Regions from separate parts of the Gossypium arboreum genome. Here regions 2, 3 and 4 are each linked to region 1. The links are chromatin contacts, called in public Hi-C maps. All regions are on one chromosome and are shown on one strand. Each heading gives the region's core, a stretch centred on a gene start, on an enhancer-like site or on the middle of the called end of the contact. The rest is flanking DNA. Distances are from core to core; before and after follow the strand shown.

Region 1 (2,754 bases), core at 19-2,518:
CATCGAGCATTACATAGGATTCTGTCGATTTTCTCTGACGAATCCTTTATTGTCCCTATTGTTGGCCCAAGTAAACTCCCCTCCCTGAACCGGTAGATCAAACAAATTACATCCAGAGATAAATTTATTAAACTCCCAAGCTCTTGACACATCAATCGGATTACCTCCTTGCTTTTCATAGTTAAAACGTACGTCGTTAAAATCTCCTATACAGCACCATGCTTTATTGCACCAGTGATTAAGCTTTTTAATAGCTTCCCAAACTTCCAATTTACCCTTAACATAGGGATGTCCGTACACAAAGGAACCTTTTTCCGTTTGAACAGTTGTATCAAAGAAATTCTTAGTAGCTACATTGACATGCAGATTCACATTTTATCGCCACCACAAAGAGAGACCTCCTGCAGTCCCCGTTGGATCAACATACTTTGAGTAAACATAGCCCAATCTGTTCCTGAGTTTTTCCAGTTTTGAGCCCCTCTGTTTAGTCTCACTAAGAAATATAATGTCGGGATTATGTTTTTGATAAACATCCCTTAAAGCCCTAACAGAGTGTTGTTGGCCTAAACCTCTACAGTTCCAAGCCACAATATTCATAATAAGCAAACAATAATGCAAAGAAAACCAATCATAAAGCAACAATCCATCAACCCTGAGTCATCTTTCAATGAAGAAGTGAAATAACCAAACCAAAATCAAATCATAGAAAAAGAAAGAGCAACAATAAAAGTGGATCCAAGGGAAGACTTGAACCTGACAGAAAAGCTGAAAAAGGAGCTCACTGAAGAGAAGACCCCTCACAACAGAAACAACCAAAAAAGCTCCCAAACCGAGCCAATCGAAGAATCCAGTGAGACCCAACTCTCAGAACCCCACCAGCAATGAAAAGAAAGAAACACCAGCAGCCTGAAAACCCCAGTTGAAAGGAAGCAACTAGCAGCGAGCAAACACAGAAAAAAGAATTTCCGGAGGGAACCCAAACGCTCCGACAAAATCCCGAGATAAAACGGAGAAAAACCAGCGAACAAGAGTTGAATCGAGACAGCGCCGAGAAGGACCTTTTCTCGCACTTCGGCTTCAAGAACCATAGATCAAACAAGAAATTTCGACAGAAACCCACAAGTTTCGACGAAATCTTGAGACAAACAGAGAAAAATGGGCGATCACTATTTATTTGCTCTTTTTGTATGTGGCGGGAGATATTGGAGGGAAAACCTTTTTCTTACTAACTTATCTCTTAGATATTAGAAAAAAAAAAGGACCGAATTTAAAGATAAGTTTATTAGAAACTGGTGGATTTGGGCCGAAATAAAAAATGCTAATATTTTTTCCCTCCAATATCTTCCGCCATATACAAAAGAAGCAAATAAATAGTAAACGTTGTAAGAGAAGAACCTAAACACCTGAGAGAAGTGCGAAATGGAGAATCCAAAATCAGCGCCGACGGGTTGCTACAAATGCGGAAAGACAGGCCACTGGTCCCATGACTGCCCCGAGGCCCTCAAATCCGATCATCCCAATCCCGGAAAACCCGGATCCGGTATCCCAAATCCCGTCGGAAAAGGCTGCTACAAGTGCGGAAGACCCGGTCACTGGGCTCGTGACTGCCCCGATCAACCCAATCTCAACGCTTCCTCTGCCGCCTCCGCCGCCCTCAGCTATACTCCCAATCAGCTCCCTAGACCCGAAAAGCCCAAGAAAGTATCCAAAAGCAGAACCCGACCCAAGCTCACACCTGAACTTCTCCTCTCCGATGATGGTATCGGTTACATCCTTCGCCACTTCCCTCGGGCTTTTAGGGACCGCGGTCGCAGTCACGAGGTAGATTACTAGATTTATCTTCTTTCTCTTAACTTCATATGATTGTTCTTCTTTTACCTTTTTTTGGGTGATTTAATTAAGCTTTAAAGTTTTTTGCTTTTAGGCCAGTGATTTGAGAAACTTAATTGGGTTGTACAGAGAGTGGCACAAGTATTTGCTCCCTTATTACTCCTTTGATCAGTTTGTACATAAAGTGGATAAAGTTGCTTCTTCCAAACGTGTTAAGGTAACTCATTCAACCCTTAATTTGCAGTGTTCAATGACTTTTTACTGAATTTAGGGTAAAGTAGTTTTTGTTTCAGGGGAGTAGCCTGCAAGACATTACGCGATTGACTACCTCTTACTCGTAGCTTTGGGTTATTCTGATATTATCTTTTGAGACTCTAAAATTTAAATGTACATAACGAGACGAGCTTTAATGTTTAACCATTGAATTTCACGTATTGTATTAGCTATTTAGCTTTGTTTGAGATTGTTCGTGTTGATCTGGACTCCATAGATGTTCTTTGTTTCCCTAAAATACAGGCAGCTTTGATGACAGTAAATTTAAATCCCTTTACGTGCCAGTGAATTTGCTTTAGCATCTTCATGATATGGACAGCTGAGTAAATTCTGGGTATACATAAGCATAATTCTTTTGTTGCATATATCTTGTCAGAACTGTATTAGAGACTTAAGAGAGCGAGTTGCTAGAGGAGGGGATCCTACAAAATTGCATGAAAGTCCAGATGAATTTAATGGCCCCAGCGATGGGCAAGGTATGCTGCAACAGTGCCTTTTTTTCTTTTGGTTGTAACAGATTCCATTTCCATGTAGCCCATTTCAAGCATGTTTATTTGTTTTATTGCTTAGAGGCATACTATTGTATTGCTCTTTAAGGTGACAAAATAAGCAACCCTCTCTTTATTGTAGTGGCTGGACATTCTGAGGAAC
Region 2 (2,903 bases), core at 228-2,727, 350 kb after region 1:
TGTGATATTAGTTTGAGTTGGGTATGTTTTAAGTTTGCAGGGTTGGTTAGATGATTATAAAGGGGTTATATTAAGCCCACACGGTCTAGTCTATACGGTGTGAGCTCTGTATTTGTTATAAAAAAAATTTAGGATTTCATGAAAATTTTCTCGAGCACTTGGATTAGTCCTGATTCACTTCTAACATGTATTTTGGGCCTCGAAGGTCCATAAAAGGGACATTATGAATGTTTTACAATATGTATGTTATTTATTTTTGTAAGGTTCGTAATATGTCTGAAAGGTTTGGTAATGCTCCGTAACCCTGTTCTGGTAACGGTTTAGAATTAGAGGGTGTTACATTTTTTAATATTATTTTCTTGTTATTTTCTTCTTATTTTACTACCATTTTACTATTATGTTGCTATTATTTTGTTGTTATTGTTTGGATATTATATAAAACTTATTTTATTATTAATTTTGTTATTATTTTAAAGACATTTGTTAATTTTGTTATTATTTTAGAGACATTTGCTTATTAAGTTGCATCTATCTTAGTATTTTTAAGTATACATATTTTTTAAAATTTATTTTCAATTTGTTGGAAGATATTTATTTTGATATTTTTAGTATTTTTGATGTATTATATATATTTTAAAATTATATAAAAATAATATAAAAATTAATATAGGCGGGTAGTAGGGCCTGGTTTTAACATTTTTATCCGGGTCGGGTTTGGAAAAAATTTTAGACTCTTTTTTTGGGCCGGGCTAGTCCCGGGCTTAGAAAACGGGTCTAAATTTTTAGTCAAACCCGGCCCGGCCCATGCTCACCTCTAATTGTGTTTAAATATTTAAATTTTTTTAGCTTTTTTTTTTGGGTGAAATGTTTAACTAATATTAAGTTATGCTATTAGTATCTATACTTTGTGAAATTGTGGATTTAATTATTATACTTTAATTTGGTTAATTTTAGTCCTTAAAATTTTCAAATTTGTCAATTTTAGTCCTTATACTTTTTGAATTTTAAAAATTTAGTCCAATCCCAAACAAAAGTAGTTAAATTTGCTTGGTTAAATTCAATTACCGGTCTTGTAATATATGTACAATTGTAGATTTAGTTTATATTCTCCAATTGAATCATTCTAAGATCCTATATTTTTCAAATGTTAAAATTTCAGTCTTGATGTTAAATGACTATTGTTAATCCATTAACTAAATTTTTAGTGAGTAATATGTTTACCCCATTAAAATTTGAAAATAACAAAACTTAATGAATATAATTACTATCATTTGATGAGGACTGAAATTTTAAAATCTAAAAAGTACATGAACTAAAATATCAAATTAAAGTACAAAAATTAAATATACAACTTTGACAAATAGCAGGAGTTAACATTTAATTAAGCACTGCTTAATAACACACCACCCTGTTTCCAACGGTCTTCGTAATTCAACGGGCCGTAGACTCAATCAAATATAGGCTCATTTTGTATTTACCTTTTTTTAAAGGCTCAAACTCACTGAGCCCATATAAGCCCCTGGCTCGCCCGCGAACCTAGTTAGTTGGCGTAGATTTTCAGTTCGTGGCGCGCTTCCAATAATAGATCTTTCTTTAAATAAACAAATAAATCAGCTTCATCTGGCACGGTCTCTATTACTTTCATTTTGGATCCGAGACACAGACCCTGCGATCTTTTGAGATTGAATTTTGAAAGATAAAGAAGAAGAAAAAAAAAAGCAAATTAGCAATGTCGGCCTTTCTCAAGCTTGAAGATTCACCTATGTTTCAAAAGCAGGTAACTCCGAAGTTCTCCACATTTTGCCTATTCTACATTTGTGTTTTCAGAATTAAGGTTTTATTTTTTTATAATTTCGTTTGATTGCTTAGCCAATGAATAACTGAAAAGTTTTTTTTTTTCCCTTTTTGAATCGAATTGTGAACAATGGTTACCGTTTCATTTGAATATAAAATTTTCTATTTTCTTTTCTTTTTTACCGAACAGTGAAGAATCAAAATTCGCTTGAATCTTATTTCCAAAAATAATTGGTATTGGTTAAAGTAATGGCTTATTTTTATATTTCTTTTCGGTTATAACTATTTTTCCTTAATTGACGAAAAACTGATTCTAATCTTTTTCGTTGATGGAACAGATATGGTCTTTGGAGCACATGGCTGATGATTTGAAAAATCGCTGTCAAATACTGTATAAAGGAAGCAAAAGGTTTATGTATGTATCTTTCTATTTCTAAATTCGCTAATTCTTTTTACTCATAGCGTAAATGCTGGATTCAATTCTTTTGCCTTGTTCCCCGAACATCTGTCATATGACTTTGAATTTGTCCTCTCTCCCCTGCTATGACATAATTCCACTGCAATAATGAATAGGATATGATTAAGTTAATTTCCCAAGACCCAATAAAAGAAGGAAGAGAACAAGTGCTCTCTTTAGTGACTTGAGTTGTAAAATACAAAAAGAATTATTGAAGATACATCTCACTCTGAATCTCTCTCTCCCTCTCTTTTTCTCCATATATACATGTTTATTTATTTTGCTCCATCTCTATTCCTTTTGCAGGGCAGCCCTTGGAGAGGCATATAATGGAGACAATAGCTTTGCTGATTCTTTAGAAGCATTTGGTGGTGCGAAGGATGATCCTTATAGTTTATCTATAGGAGGTTTCCAAGGTGTCGTCTTATTTAGACCTCTTTTAACTACAAAACCCGTCTTACTAGTTATTGTTAACAATTTTGATTAGGTTTAAAGTTTTGGTTCTCGTGTTGCAACTTGCAAGCTTTGTCAATTACTGGAGATGAAACATATAACAGATGTGCATTTAACTCCGTGCGCATATGCGTTTCTGACTGTTGATTACTTTCTCAAGCAAATTCCTGTTTACAGTCAATGGCAGAAGGCCATAAAC
Region 3 (2,709 bases), core at 121-2,620, 370 kb before region 1:
GCAGAGCAATTAAGATATATAGAACCCTCCAATGAATTATTCCTCAAATTCAGCAAACTAACGGTTGGAGAATTGGACAGTGAACTGGGAATTCCACCACTAAAGTTATTTGAATTTGCTATAAGATACTGAAATCTCTTTAGCTCACTAAACACATCCGGGATCTCTCCAGAAAAATTATTTGAAGAAATATCTAAACGAACAAGATTAGAGAGATTAGCAATACCAGGACTAAGTTTCCCACCCAAGTTGTTATCTTGAAGCCCCAGACGTCTCAAATTTCGAAGCTCAAAGATGTCTTCAGTCACCACACCAGTGAGTTGATTTGTGCCAAGATACAGTTCCTCCAAGGAAGAACATTTTCCAAGCCCTGGTGAAATATTACCAGAGAAATAGTTCACTGCCAAACTAAGGAACCCAATTCCAGTGGAGTTAACACATATATGGGAAGGAAGGGAACCCTTCAAGGAATTGGCAGAGATGTTAAGACTTCGAATTGAAGGCAGATTGATGCTTTCTGGGATTAGTCCAGAGAAGTCATTATAGCTCAAGTCAAGTTGCTCTAAATTCGGCATATGAAACAAAGAAAGTGGCAATGAATCTTTAAGGAAATTGTGGGAAAGATTGAGAGTTTTAAGCTGATCCAAACCATACAAAGAATCAGATAATTTGCCTGATAACCTTTTATTGGGCAGTTCCAACTTGATTACTCTACCAGCAGATGGAGGATCACAGGTTATGCCTTCCCAGTCACAACAATCAGCAGAGGAATTTGTCGTCCAACCTTCAAGTGTTTTTGTCAAATTGCCCATGAAATACCGGAGAGCAGTCCAGTCCTTTTGATTGCATGTCAGGTTTTGAGAGCTGAGAAACTGAGGTTGCAACAACAACCCAAGAATAATAACCATAGCCCAGCAGCCTTGAGCCCCCATATCAACAATAAGAGAGCAGCTTTGTATGCTGAGGACGAGAAACAAGCAAACCCCTTTAACCAAAGAAGAATTTTTCCGATGTGGGTTGTGAGATTTGGGGGTCGAGAGAGGGTGAAAGCTCAAAACAGAAGAGATGAGATGAAGGGAAAGGGAAAGGGAAAGGGAAAGGGAAAGGGAAAGGAAGAGCAAAATGGTGGCTTTGACTTCAACACGGATTTGGCCATACCACAGATTTCAATTGTCAAATGAGTGAAATTGAGAGGTGCTTTGCCTTTGGTTTTGCTTCTCTATTCTCATATTGGGGGATCTTTTTATTTATTTAGACTTTAGAGGTTGCTTTGCGCCATTAAAGCCGTTGGCATATGGAAAGCACACAACTATCCGATGCGTTAACCGGTAAACTGTTGGTATCACTGGCGATGGCCGGTCAGCTCACAGATGTCCTTTGGATTTTATAAAAAAAAAAAAACTTTTCTTAACTTTTGACTACTTATTTTTTTATTACAATTTAGTCTGACTTTTTGAATTTCTAAATTAATCAGCTATATTTTTATGATTCAAAATTTAAATAAAAAAAAACTAAAGGAAATAATGAATTCTCTTTGATGTTTAATGTGGATATATCCCCATTATATGTGTGAATATTAATATTTTACTTGTACAATACAAAAAAATATTATTGAAAAATTTCCTTATACTCTGACAAATTAGGATAAGAACAAAATTAAACCTAAAGCAGCCTAATTAAAGGGCAGCAAAGTTTGGTAATCACTAATGACATTTATTAGGGAAATAGCCTAAATGCCTCCCAAGAAAACAATATATAGGATGAGAAAATTTCCATGTAAAAAATATGCTTAAATGAAAAATTGTTAAGTTATTCAATTGTAGGTCTTTTCCTCATAAATTACATTTAAACTATCAACTTCATCTTATTTTACTCTAAAACATAATATTATTTAATAAAATGTAACACATAATATATTTTTATTAGATGTTGTACACTTTTATGGTAAAATAAGATGGAATTTATATTTTATGTATTATTTTTACCTCCAATAAAATTTTAGGTGCCTAATGAGAAATGTGATATAATTTGGGAACAATTGTATAGTTAGCTTAAAATATAACTATTAAAATTTATATAAAAATTAAAGATTAGACTATTTAGATAATTTCCCAAGTTTTAATGCATTCTTGTTTTGGTCACAATTTCGTTGTTGTTAATTTAGTCACTTTAGTTAGATTAATTGTAATTTTAATCTCTCCACCTTTAAAATATTTTTGGCCAACACATGGAATATTAATGTGGCTAGACATAATAACAAAGTTAGCTTTTAATATTTTCTATCAATTTGTTCCTAATTCTAAAAATTTAATAAAATTAATCCACAATATTTACACATTATATCAATTCAATCCTAATTTTAAAAAATCATAAAATTTTAATTAAAAATACATAAAAGTTTCAAAATTAAAATATTTAAAAATACATAAATAAAACAAATAAAAATAAAAAATTTTAATTTTCATTAACTAAAAGTTACATTAAAAATAAAGCTTTGTTTATTTTCGAGTTTGATTTTGATTGTTGGAGCCTGCCTGCGGTTTCCTTTTAGAAATTGATAGTGGAGTTTGATTTGGCAAAAGGTCCAAGTCGCAGGCGTGAGTTAATTGTTTAATAGTGGCGTCTATGTGCAGTTGAGGTGTTGTTGGTTAAAATTAAATTAATTGATAGAATTGATTTAATTAAATTAATTAGATAGTGATTGTATTT
Region 4 (2,827 bases), core at 16-2,515, 510 kb before region 1:
CAAATTTATCACCTAAAAGATCTACAATTATTATTTTTATAAAATTTTGAAAATATTAAAATTTCTAATATATATTTTAAATTTTATTATTTTTTAAAGATAGTTTTTATAATTTTCTAAATTTATCTATTTTTAATAATTTTTACAATTTTTATAGATTTTTAAGGTTTTCTCGAATGATGATGTCATAATAATATCATTATATGACATGTGGTAGTATATGATTGGCTGATTGATTTTTAATGCTCAAATGACTGAATTGGGAATGTTTGACACTATTAGGGACTAAACTGGGAACTTCTGATAATATGAGGGACTGAAGTGGATTAAAAAAACTTTAAAGACCAAAATGGGAGAAGTGATATACTTCAAGGACTAAAGTGTGCATTAAGCCAAAAATTTGATTTTTTACTGTCTAGGTTTCCGCAATCGATGAGGAATAAGAGCATGCATCTGAGTTTTTGGAGAGAGGAATGAAAAAATGTGAGTGAAAAAAAAATTAATTCATGTTTTTAGTTTAAAAGAAATAGATTTTAAAATATTTCATTTTAATTCACTCACAAATTAAAATGAAAAATAATTTTAATTTCCACATCATTTAATCATTTTCCCATGTAAAAAAGAAGCCAAAAATAGTAAAAGGAAAAGATTAATACGAAGCTGGAAAAATTTTTGGGTACAAAAGGAAAAAAACAATATTAAATTAAAAAATTGTAAAATTCAAAGAATTGAGTATTTAAGTCTTTAAAAATTAAGTTGATCAAGTTTTAACTGGTTTGATATGAGTTTAAGTATGTTGAAGTGAGTTGATCTTTCATAATTTAATTTAGATTTAAAGAATATTATTTTGTTCAAAAATATATTTTATTTCAAAATAAGGAAGTACATGTTTTGATTTAGTTTTTGGGAAAAGGACATATATATGAAATTCTGATTTCATATCATTCATATTCATTTTAATAATAGGATGATAAATTAAATTTTTCTTTTTAATTTTTAGTTTTTTCAGTTGGATTTTTAGTTTTTTGAGTTGGATTTGAATATTTTTTAAAAAACAAAGCTAAAAATTAGATGTAAAAATTGATTTATTATTATCTTAAAAGAGATATAAATGAACTGAAATCGCAATCACAATTTTATACCATCATCTTTATAAGCTAGATTGATTTATTTGAAGCTAGGAATTATCAAATCAAATTTAAAAGGGAAAAAATGTAAAGAAAAGAAAAATATCTATATGTAGGGACAGTAACATACCCAGAAAATCCTTATCTATTTGCCAAGTGAGAATAGATAGCTGTGGTATATTGCTAACATTATATCCAACCATTCTTGGCATTAAGATTACAAGAACAATAATGGCAGATGCCAACAGTTTAATATCATCGCCGGCAACAAACATCAGCCAAATTCCAAGCTCATTTCCAGCTAAGCTGAATTCCCAGAAACTTCAAGCCCACCATCTCAGTAATATTAGATTTAAAGCAAGTTCCTCGAAAAGGAATGATTACTCATCCCTGGTACACCCGTCATTCAACCCCCCTTCTCTTTTCCTCATTTTATTCAGATTTCACTGCGTAATGTTACCCTTTAATGGCTGCTTCTGCAGAGTGTTAACAAGCAAGACTGTCGGAATAATCGACGCCGTCTGGTCACGATTTCAACCGCAGATGGGAGATGGCATGGAACATGGAACTGTGATTACCTTTTGTCTCTCAAGCAACTTAACTTGGATGACTTGGTTGAAGATGATGAACAAAGGGATGCTCAGGTTTCTATCAATCTTTGTATCCAAAAGGTCAAATAGCCCACAAACCCTTTTTCAAATCATGTTAGAACTGGAGACCAATTGCTTTAAAAGTTTAAGTTCACAAGTACTTGCTTTACTTCAATGTTTAAATGAACAACATTGACTGCAGCATGCCAGCTTCGGTCTTTCGGTGGATGGAAGGATAATTACGTCTTTTACCAGAAAATGTAGCATCTGTTCTTCTCCATATTGCAGACAGGTATTTTAGATACCAGGGTCTCGAAATTGCTACATATCACCTTTCACACATGCCATCCTTACCACTTTACCATTTCTAACCTGGAATGGAACTTTCATCAGATTGATACCAACTTCAACGTTTGGGTTCTGGCCTCCAACAAAGACCATGGTGCATCTAATCAACTGCCCGAAATTGGTGGAGATGATCCTTCATTAAGTCTCCAAACTCTAATCTCTCTGTTCCATAGGCGGCCCCATCATTATGACTAACTCTTACATTAAGAACTTATCATATCAATTACATGTGATTGTGCAGGTTATCTATGTGAAACCAGGATATGAAGCCAACTTGGATTCACTGATACAGGATACAATCCGGTTAACCACCTCCACCAAGGTAAATGAATATTGAAATGGAATCTAAGGACGAGTGTCGATTTTGCATTCGAGAAAATATATGTATTTATCCTTTTTCACATTTTCGTGTTGCAGGACATTTGCTCAGAATCATGCCGGAAATCTGAACCCACCCTGCGTTGTAAGTAGTTTTTGTTGTGTTACAAAAGCCTTTTCAAATGATAACTTACTAAACAAATTTTGTTGGGGCCAGATATTGGTAAAAGAAATGCAGCTTCCATCGACAAAAGGTGGTATAGATTGTTGGAACTAAGGAATGCAAGTTTTTAGATTATTCGTAGAATCATTTACTCTTTAACTGTATCTATGCCCCCCCCTAAAAGTATTTCATTTGCTGAATTTCTAATTTTGGCAATTTGTATATTTGTATTATGTTGTACCATAATCTTCGTTTGTATAAATTTTAATATACTAATTACT

What was found. Hi-C and Micro-C count contacts between places; a contact is called where the count stands out from the background.
Region 2: a Hi-C map of leaf shows a contact between it and region 1, with 1.9 times the contacts expected there. The contact joins the promoter of LOC108475914 here to the promoter of LOC108476068 in region 1. A contact is called at or near these places in 2 of 5 Hi-C or Micro-C datasets (both in leaf).
Region 3: a contact with region 1 is called in a Hi-C map of leaf, with 5 times the contacts expected there. The contact joins the promoter of LOC108474668 here to the promoter of LOC108476068 in region 1. A contact is called at or near these places in 3 of 5 Hi-C or Micro-C datasets (all in leaf).
Region 4: a Hi-C map of leaf shows a contact between it and region 1, with 5 times the contacts expected there. The contact joins the promoter of LOC108475549 here to the promoter of LOC108476068 in region 1. A contact is called at or near these places in 2 of 5 Hi-C or Micro-C datasets (both in leaf).

What each region holds. Positions count from the first base shown.
Region 1 is chr3:39,380,162-39,382,915 of ASM2569848v2, reverse strand. LOC108476068 reads left to right here and starts at 1,268. Exons shown (of 5, transcript XM_017778137.2): 1 at 1,268-1,821; 2 at 1,925-2,047; 3 at 2,480-2,579; 4 at 2,734-2,754. The coding sequence starts at 1,420.
Region 2 is chr3:39,035,060-39,037,962 of ASM2569848v2, reverse strand. LOC108475914 (ADP-ribosylation factor GTPase-activating protein AGD4-like) reads left to right here and starts at 1,477. Exons shown (of 16, transcript XM_017777896.2): 1 at 1,477-1,777; 2 at 2,133-2,209; 3 at 2,558-2,667. The coding sequence starts at 1,730.
Region 3 is chr3:39,752,625-39,755,333 of ASM2569848v2, reverse strand. LOC108474668 (phytosulfokine receptor 1) reads right to left here and starts at 1,370. Exons shown (of 1, transcript XM_017776661.2): 1 at 1-1,370. The coding sequence starts at 932.
Region 4 is chr3:39,891,521-39,894,347 of ASM2569848v2, reverse strand. It overlaps LOC108475549 (large ribosomal RNA subunit accumulation protein YCED homolog 2, chloroplastic), which reads left to right and starts at 1,265. Exons shown (of 7, transcript XM_017777525.2): 1 at 1,265-1,520; 2 at 1,610-1,798; 3 at 1,920-2,009; 4 at 2,111-2,203; 5 at 2,307-2,387; 6 at 2,483-2,528; 7 at 2,601-2,827. The coding sequence starts at 1,359. The coding sequence ends at 2,677. It overlaps LOC108475236 (delta(24)-sterol reductase), which reads right to left. Exons shown (of 8, transcript XM_053025665.1): 8 at 2,601-2,827.